2 separate regions of the Gossypium arboreum genome follow, and region 2 is linked to region 1. The links are chromatin contacts, called in public Hi-C maps. All regions are on one chromosome and are shown on one strand. Each heading gives the region's core, a stretch centred on a gene start, on an enhancer-like site or on the middle of the called end of the contact. The rest is flanking DNA. Distances are from core to core; before and after follow the strand shown.

Region 1 (5,426 bases), core at 2,319-4,818:
GTCTCAATATTATATCCATTAAGACGAATATCTTTAAAACTCAATAAATTTTTTTGAGACTTAGTGGAATATAAAGTATCATCAATAACAAATTTTGTACCTTTAGGTAATAATATAATAGCTCTTCCAAAGCCTTCAATAAGTTTTGAACTACCCGATATTGTATTAACATAGGCATTACTCATTGTCAAATGAGAAAAATATTTTTTCTCTTTAAGTATCGTATGTGTTGTAGCACTATTTGCAAGATATATGTCTCCATTGATTTTAGGTCCATCAAAATTTTATTGAAAATTCATATTCTTCAGAAAAACAAACAAAATATAATATGAGAAACATTACAAATATTTATTAAATATATAAATTATTCTTTATGCAAGAAAATAAAATATACTTAAAACAACATAAAAATGTCAAAATAACATCAATTTTTCTAATGATTCTCAAAGAAATCTGCTACATCTAGGTGCGTTATATTATTAAAGTCATTAAATTTATCACCCTTGTAGGCACGGTCAATTTTAGTATTTAGTGAATATCTTCATCTTTTGCCTCCATTTCATCATTTTGGGATATAAAATTTGTCTCTATCTGCTTTCCCTTCTTTTTAAAGGATTCTTGATAAAGTTTCACTAAATGCTCAAACGTACGACAGATACGTGACCAGTGCCCTTTCATACTACAACGGTAGCATATATTCTCAATAATCTTTGAAGGATTATTTTGACCACTTCTTTCTTGTCTTTCATTGTTATTCTTTTTCTGGTGTTTAGAAGTATCATTGTTATGACCATCATGATAATGATTACTAGTAAATCCTCGACCACGTCCCCCACTACGTCCACGACCACGGCCATGACCTTTATATGTTTTATTTTCATAATTATTGTGTACCGCTACATTCACTTCAGGGAATGGTGTAGAACCAGTGGGACGAATTTCATAATTTTTCTTCAACAGCTCATTATTTTGTTCAGCCACCAAAAAGCATGAAATTAATTCAAAATACCTTTTAAAACATTTTTCACGGTATTGTTGCTGCATGAGCACATTAGTAGCATGAGAGGTTGAAAATATTTTCTCTAACAAGTCCTCATCAGTTATGTTTTCTCTATATAATTTTAGTTGAGAACTAATTTTGAAAAGTTATAAATTGTATTCACTTATAGTCTTAAAATCTTGCAACTGTAAGTGCATCCAATCATAACGTACTTTAGGGAGTATCACCATTTTCTGATGGTCAAATCGTTCTTTCTAATTTTTCCACAACTAAAGAGGGTATTACACTATTAGATATTCCACTTTTAATCCTTCATGTAGATGATGACGAATGAAAATAATTGCTTTTGTCTTATCTTGATTAGATCCTTCTTTATTTGCTAATACAATATTTCCTAAACCTTTAGCATCTAGGTGAATTTTAACATCTAACACTCATGACAAATAATTCTTGCCTGAGATGTCTAAGGTCACAAATTCAAGTTTGGCAAGATTTGACATTATAATCACTTGAATCAAAATAAAAAAATATATTAGTAAAATAATAAGCATTCTCAATCGTAAAATAATTCAATTTTATATACCAAATTTGCTAAATAGTAATATGTATGTCGATATTGGTATAGAGAGGAATAGTCATAATAATAACTTAACACAAATTACATTAACTAAAATTTCTTTTAATAAAAAAACATGTATATATAATTATCATTATTAGATTTGAGTTGTAAAAATAAATGTGCAAATGTTACCCAAAGTAAATATTTCATCTAGAAAATAAAATAAAAGAATTATGAAAATATTATACCGTATATAGTTTAACAGAATTATACTGGTAAATTATATAAAGTCGAAATGACGTGAATTTCACTATGAACTCGTAGAAGCTCGATCGATAATGTGTTATAAAATAATTAAATAAAAGAACATTTAAAGTAAATAGAGAATTTTCTTGTCTCCTTTTACATTTATAAAAGAGTTATATATAAGCTATTGACATTCACTACAAAATAAAAGAATGAAGCTTATTTAATAGCTTCATTAACACATACATTAAGCATATTTAATAATGAATATGGGGTTTAACTCATTACTTTCATAAATGCTTAAAGGTTATAAACATCCATTTAATGTATTTATAACAATTTTTAATTATTTAATTTTTTACACACATTTGATAATTTATAATAAAAATCATCTGGTAGAATATTTTTCGACAAAAAGAAATGATAAGTAACTACTTATCATTAGAGGTGTTCATGGGTCGGGTTCGAGTCGTGCCCAACCAAAATTTTAGGCCCATTTGCTAGGCCCAAACCTGGCCCAAAAAATAAGCCTAACATTTTGCCTAATCCCGACCCAGATAAAAATGCTAAAACTCTGGCTCGGCCCGGCCCGCCTGTATTAAATTTTTTATATAATTTTTAAATATATATAAATATTTCCCAACAGATGAAAAGAAATTTTAAAAATACTAATACTTAAATAGTAGCAATATAATACTGAAATTGTAATAAAATAGGGAGAAAACAATAAGAAAATAGCATTAAAACAATAATAAAAAATATTTTTTGTCCTTTTGTGAATTAGGGTCGAACAAAATACCTTACTCGAGGCTCGACTCATTTTTTAAATAAAGCTTATTTTTAGCTCAAATCTATTTTTGAGCTTATATTTTTACTTAAACTCTATCACTTTTCGGTGAAGGCAAGAGAACATAACTACTTATCACTTAATCAAGAATATTTTAATTTATTTTACACTTTATTTAAAATAATATGAAATGTTTAAAAAGAACAAGGGTAAAGATGTGAAATAAAAATAATAATTTAATATTGATATTTATTAAATAATCTAGGAAACAGATTTTAGAAATAAAATTGAGTAGTAGAATTTTGCGTTTAGCAGAGAACATTTTAATGTAATATGCTATTGTACTTCATATATTGAATTCATAGCTGTGTGTAACAATCATTTCTAAAGTAGTTTATATGAATTTTTGAGGGAGTATCATAAAATTAATTAGATGATTGTTTTAGTCTTTATTCATGACAAAGCCAGTTGCTATGCCTTTAGAAGGCACATGAGGGGAGTGTTCTTTTTTCTTTAACTTTAAAGAAGATAGCTGGCAAAAATATCCCTATCTCCTATGCATTGATTTGATTCACATTGTAATTATCACTGAAATTGTGGGCCATTTATTGCTCGCTTTCCATTTGTCAATTTTTGTGAAGTAAGCTAAAGTTATGCTGGCCAAAAAACTCTTTGTTTTGTGTTCTATTTCCAAATTGGACACTTTCAATTTCAGTTTTATCTATCTTTTATTTCAATAAAATATCACCCTTGTTGTTCCATTTTTAATTTATTTATTTTTTTAATTAAAAAGAGTATGTAGCATAAGTCTTAGTGTCAATTATTGATTTAGTAGTAATTTCTATGTAGATTCAAGTGGAAATGAGTTTTTCAAATGACTACAAATATAAATGTGTAGTACAAAATTATTTTTTTTTTTTATTTTGATAAAATAAAAAAAATTTATATTAGAAATTGAATTCAAAAGTGGCATATCTGAAGTTGAATTATTTTTAAAAAAATAAAAAATAAAAACTAAAAGTGGCGTCCAACCAATGGCCACCACCTTTCCCCTCCGTTTCTCTTTATTTTATTTATTTTCCTTCCAATTCTCTTCCCCTCTTTATAATCTTCCATCTACACACTTCTCAACTTCAGGGCTCAACCTCTCTTCTCCAACACATTGAGCCCTTTTTTTCCTCTCTTCCCGAAAAGGAAAAAGGTGAAAGCAATCACACCCAATAACACTTTCAGTAGTAAACAAAGCAAAAAAGCAAACCCCCAAAATTAGTTGAAAAGAAAATGCCTACACCACCGGACACCAGCAAAACCTTGAAATTAGAGAGATACAACAATTATCTCCGAAAAATTCACAGCACCAAACTCATCTCGGCTTCCTCTAAACTTCTCTTTCGTGCAACCCTTCTCATTGCTTTGATTCTGATCCTTTTTTTCACCATCAATTACCCTCCTCTTTCCGATACTCCCCACCATGTTCCTCCTCACCACCGTCTCCACCACCACAGCTTACTTTCCACTTCCCTTTTCTCCGCCGGGGGCGGTGCCGCCTGGGAGAAACAAGTGCGACTCTCTTCCACGCCACGTAGAACCAATGGGTTCTCCGTTTTGGTCACTGGCGCCGCTGGGTTCGTCGGTTCCCACTGTTCCCTCGCTTTGAAGAAACGAGGCGATGGGGTTCTTGGTTTAGACAACTTCAATAACTACTACGATCCGTCTTTGAAAAGAGCCAGGCAAAACCTTTTGAGTAAGCACCAAGTTTTCATCGTCGAAGGTGACTTGAACGACGGGCCATTGCTGACCAAGCTATTCGACGTTGTGCCCTTCACTCACGTCCTTCACTTAGCGGCTCAGGCCGGCGTACGTTACGCCATGCAAAACCCACAGTCGTACATCAGCTCCAACATTGCAGGCTTTGTTAACTTGCTCGAAGTAGCCAAAGCAGCCAATCCTCAGCCATCCATTGTTTGGGCATCATCGAGCTCCGTTTACGGCCTCAACACCGAAAACCCATTCTCCGAACGCGACCGGACAGACCAACCGGCTAGCCTTTACGCCGCCACAAAGAAAGCCGGCGAAGAAATCGCCCACACTTACAACCATATCTACGGTCTTTCCCTTACGGGGCTAAGATTCTTCACGGTTTACGGTCCTTGGGGAAGACCCGACATGGCTTATTTCTTCTTCACTAAAGACATCCTACAAGGGAAGTCGATTGACATATACGAGACGCATGATCAGAAAGAGGTGGCGCGTGACTTCACCTACATAGACGACGTGGTGAAAGGGTGTTTAGGGGCGTTGGACACGGCGGAGAAGAGCACCGGAAGCGGCGGGAAGAAGAAAGGGGCGGCTCAGTTGAGAGTTTACAACTTGGGGAACACATCGCCGGTCCCAGTGGGGCGATTGGTATCGATCCTGGAAGGGTTGCTGAGCACAAAGGCCAAGAAACATGTGATCACGATGCCAAGAAATGGGGACGTGCCCTTCACACATGCCAACGTGACGTTAGCCTTCAAGGACTTCGGGTACAAGCCCACCACGGATTTGTCCACTGGGTTGAGGAAATTTGTGAAATGGTACATCAGTTATTATGGGATTCAATCAAAGACAAGGAAGGAAAGTCAAGCTACCGGTGAATCTGGCTAAGAACATTGAGCTTCATCATCAAGCACATGGTTGGTTGGTTTTTTTTTTTTTTTTTTTGAATTTTGTATTTTTGGTCCTATGATGTAAAAAAAAGGATCAAAGTGTTGGAGGTGTTGTTACTGTAGCATATAGATATAGATTAATATTTGATGATGATATAGAAAAGGATAAATGTGAAAAGAGAATTA
Region 2 (4,976 bases), core at 125-2,624, 280 kb before region 1:
GCACCGGCTTGCTTCAAGGCAGCAGCACAACCCTTGCCGACATCACCATAACCACAGACAACAGCGACCTTACCAGCAATCATGACATCGGTAGCTCTCATCAACCCATCGGGAAGAGAGTGACGGCATCCATACAAGTTATCGAACTGTTCAAAAAGATCAAATCATAACAACAATTAGACCAAAATACAGTAAAAGCCACAATTCAATTAATGAACAAAAAGACAATCAGCATTGCAATTAAAATCTAAACTCCACTAACAGTAAAAACAGAGCAAGCAAATATCAGATCTGAAGAAATTTTAAAAAATATGTATATTGTTATGTTATTTCTAAATCATTTTTTATCAGATCTGCTTGGAAAAAGACAATATCCTTCATATAAGAAGTTCAAAAGGTAAAGCAGCAAAAAGGTAGGGAAAAATGTACCTTGCTCTTGGTGACAGAGTCATTGACATTAATAGCAGGGAACAACAAGGTTCCATTGGCCTGCATCTGATAAAGCCTCTTAACACCGGTTGTAGTTTCCTCAGAAACACCAACTAATCTCTCCTTCATCCTTGTATACTTCTTGGGATCTGCCTTCAACCCATCTCTAATTATCGTCAAAACAATCTGAAACTCGGCATTGTCGGTGGAAGACGGATCTGGGAGCTGCCCGGTTTTCTCATAAACCTCCTCGGCTTTAACTCCTTCATGGATCAACAGAGTAGCATCGCCACCATCATCCACGATCAGATCAGGTCCACCGGTGGGACCCCAGTCAAGGGCTCTCTCGGTACACCACCAGTATTCCTGGAGGGTCTCACCTTTCCAGGCGAACACGGCTGCCGAGTCACGGGCAATGGCGGCGGCGGCATGGTCTTGGGTAGAGAAGATATTGCAAGAGCACCAACGGACTTCAGCTCCGAGGGCGGTGAGGGTTTCGATGAGGACAGCGGTCTGGATGGTCATGTGAAGAGAACCGGTGATTTTGGCTCCCTTGAAAGGTTGGGCAGGGCCGAACTCGGCTCGGCAAGCCATGAGACCGGGCATTTCGACCTCGGCCAACTCGATCTCGAGACGACCGAAGTCAGCCTGAGACATGTCCTTGACCTTGTACTCGCGGCCGGCGGCGGTTTTCTCGACGGAAAGAGCCATGGGTTAGAGAAATGAAGCGAAGAAGAACAGATCACACTCTCCCTTGGAAAAGGAACAAAAAGATAGCGATGAGAGAGTGGGAAGTGGCGAGGGATATACGGCGATGTAAGGATGTTATAAATAGGTTAGAATGGTGAAATCCGACGGTGCAGATTGGGTGGGGGCGGAGTTGGTAGATCTCCATCTTCAAACTCTCCCATAATCCGATTATTACAATTTAATCTAAATTACAATAAAATTAAGATTTTATTTAAATTTAATTATATAATTTATTTTAGTATTTAAGAATCAAATATTAAATTAAAAACTATTTTTTTATTTTTCATTGAATAAGTTATATTATTAATATAATTGCAGGTAAATTTAAATCAATCATTTTATTTTATATTTCCTAAAAGCAAAATAATCTTAAAACAAATAAGGTTGTTTTGGAAATTTTCATTTTAATGAATTATAATTTGTAACCATTGAGAAGAAATAAAGAAGCAGCATTAAAATCAACTTTTGGATAAATCCTTAATTTAATAGCTAATTTGGTTTACAACTTTAAAAATCTTAATAATTAGGTGAAATGGAATAATTATTGAATTAAATCATACAAATCTTAACTAATCAATTTTCTTTATATTAATCTTCCCACTTGAATTGTTGAATGATGATCAAACATATTCAAACACTGTTATTTATCTTCTATATTTAATATTGTATCCATAAAATTACTTTTTAATACAATCATATAAAATATTAGAAAGCGTGAGAATGCAACTCACAATGTTTAGTTCTAATCAAGATTCTATTATTTTTCTTTGGGTTATTAAACAATAATATTAAGTGAAAATATTAGAATGATTCTCATAAAATTATAAAAATTTTATTTGCAAAATAATCATCAAACTTGTATCAATTCATCTAAAAATTAAATCGAATTTTATTTATAGCCTTTTTACAAAATTTTATTTGTAACTTAATATGTTTGCACAGCTAACTTAATTTTATGTTACAAATTATAAATTAAGTTAAATATACTTTCTTGTGCTATCTTTAATATTATAATTAAAGCTTATGATCTTAATTTTATGTTATAAAATATTAAATTTATTTTTATCCTTTTCTAAAATTAAAAGTTTTTTTAAATATTATTTATATGAATATTTTTAAAGTAGGTAAAATTCTTTGAACGAAACATTTGCTTTGTCGATATATTTATCATTTTATATCTATTTTATAGTTCTTGTTTGGAATTCGTAGTTGTCTCGTTTAACAAAGTAGTCTTCGAAATTCTAAATGTATTCTCCCCTTAAGATTGTAATGTGTTTTGCGCCGCCTTGGAGTTTGCACCTTCTTAGGAGTTAGTCTGTCGTCTAGCATGTAGTGGTCTGCCTTTTTTTGGCATGATTTTAGTCTGCTGTCATAGCAAAGTTTCTTTGTTTTGGTAGGATTTAATGGAAGAGGAACTAAGTAATTTAAGTATGTTAGACAAAGAAGAGGATACTTTCCAGGTTCAGAAAGATGGATCGGCGTTGGTGGAGGATTACAATCTGTGTTTGGTCAGCAGTTATTTGATTGCAACTGTAGTGTATTTTCCCTCAATGAGAAATACTATGGCTGATGTATGGCATCCTATAAGGGGCATCTCTATCACGGATATTGGAAACAAAAGATGTTTATTTCAATTTTTCTATAAGGTGGACATGGATAGGGCTTTGGATAGATTACCATGGTTCTTTAATAACTATCTTCTGCTCCTTCACGAGATCTAGAGGGATGAGAACCCACTAATGGTTCTGCTAATTTTTGCAAAATTTGGATTCAAATTCATGATTTACCTCCAGGCCTTATGTCAGAATCTATGGCGAGGCAGTTTGGGTCTTTCCTTGGGTTTTCTGGAGTATGATGCAAAGCTAGCTATTTCAAGTATGAAAAGGTTTATGCATATTCGTGTCAGATTGGATGTTCGATTACCACTAAAGAGAAGGAAGAAGATTGCTTTGGGGGGAAATTGAGTTGGGTATGCACGTTTTCAGTATGAGAAACTTAGTTTGTTCTGCTTTATTTGCGGGAAGCTTAGGCATGATGAGAGTTTCTATACATTAAGGGTGACAATGGATTTGTTAAGAATCACTTTTGGTTGAGATATCTTGTTAAGAGCCTAACCAAAAAGAGGATCGAACGTGGTGGGCCAATGGTTGATGGAGATAGATATAAATGTGTAGACCAAAGTTTCGAAAAGGGGAAGGAATGGGTCATTAGTGGTCGGGACAAGATCTATACAAGCAATTATTCTTTTCAAAAGGTGAAGGGTTTGGTCCATCCAATTTGCAAACCTTCATAATTAATAACAATACCCACAGGAATAGTGATACAAGGGCTATGGAGTTGGAATCTGACGCTAAAGATAATCTGGTTATGGTTATTTATGGTAAGAAAAGGCAACATACAATAGGAGGGACATCCAATGTTTCTGTTAACGTTGATTTGGGGTTTTTGAAGGAAGGTCAAGGGAGACCGGCTGGCTTTGTGATGTTAGGGCAGCCGGAAGCAATGAAAATACTAAGTTGAAATGTCTATATTTTGGGGAGGACACGAACAGTAAATCGTCTTAGGAACAAGCTAAGAGATATTCGCCCCCAAAATTTTTTTCTTCTAAAGACAAAAGTTAGTGCACGAAGAATGGAGAAATTTTAGAGTAAATGTGGTTTTTTGAATAGGATTGATGTTGGTGTTGTTGGGTCTAAATGAGGGTTATCTCTGGGTTGGAGGCAAGAATATATAGTGAGTTTAAGGAGTTACGTACAATTCCATATTGATGAGGATATACACGATGGTACTACTTAGACAATTTGGCGGTTTACAAGGTTTTATGGTCACCTTGAGGAAATGATGCGTAGTGATTCTTAGAATTTGTTGAAATAGTTGGGGTAGGATTAGTCTCTTTCATGGTTGGTTATCAGTGATTTCAACAAGATTGCATACTCTTTTAAGAAAATGGGGGCCGTCTTAGATCAGAACGTAATATGAGAGCTTTTAGATCTGCTCTACAAGATTGTGATTTAAGCGATTTGTGTTTTTCTGGTCGTTGGTATACTTGGGAAAAAGGTCGACTATCGAGTAATAATATTAGGGAGAGGCTCGACAGGAGTGTAGCTACCACGACTTGGTGGGACATGTTTCTACATTATGTTATAACGTATTAGACGCATTCTTTTTTCGATCATTGCCTGGTATTATGGATATAGTAGCAACACAGAGGCCATCAAGTAATATGAGTTGCACTCAGTTCAAGTTTGATGCTAGTTGGTGCTTAGAAGAAACTTGTGAAGGGGAAATTAGACAGTTTAGGGCTTCTTCGATAGATGTAGTGCCAATTAAACTGGGGAAGTTGGGAAAGAATCTACGTAGGTGGTACAAATCAATCAAGAGTGTCAAAAATAGGCGAAAGGGTAAGTTGGAGGTGAGACTTATTGAGTTGTATGAGAATAAGCAGAATGATGATGCTCTTGTTGAAATGTTGCAAGTCTAGTTAGATCTCAAACTAGAATTAGATAAGGAAGAAATTTACTGGAAGCAAAGGGCAAGGGTAAATTGGCTTACACATAGGACAAAAACACCACATTCTTTCATAATTATGCTTCAAATTGAAAAATGAAGAATACAGTATTTGGTATTGAGAATGAACAGGGATGTTAGGTAACTTCTAAGGAGGAAATTCAGAAAATGGTAACTATATTCTTTAGGGAATTTTTTACTGCATCTAATCAAAGAGATACTTCACATATTTATGCTAATGTCGAAAGGTGTGTTTCAACGAACATGAATGAGGAGCTATTGTTACCTTT

What was found. Hi-C and Micro-C count contacts between places; a contact is called where the count stands out from the background.
Region 2: a contact with region 1 is called in a Hi-C map of leaf, with 1.7 times the contacts expected there. The contact joins the promoter of LOC108489186 here to the promoter of LOC108487026 in region 1. A contact is called at or near these places in 2 of 5 Hi-C or Micro-C datasets (both in leaf).

The regions. Positions count from the first base shown.
Region 1 is chr10:45,442,342-45,447,767 of ASM2569848v2, reverse strand. LOC108487026 (UDP-glucuronate 4-epimerase 6-like) reads left to right here and starts at 3,568. Exons shown (of 1, transcript XM_017791230.2): 1 at 3,568-5,426. The coding sequence starts at 3,874. The coding sequence ends at 5,238.
Region 2 is chr10:45,720,948-45,725,923 of ASM2569848v2, reverse strand. LOC108489186 (adenosylhomocysteinase) reads right to left here and starts at 1,374. Exons shown (of 2, transcript XM_017793526.2): 1 at 430-1,374; 2 at 1-146. The coding sequence starts at 1,140.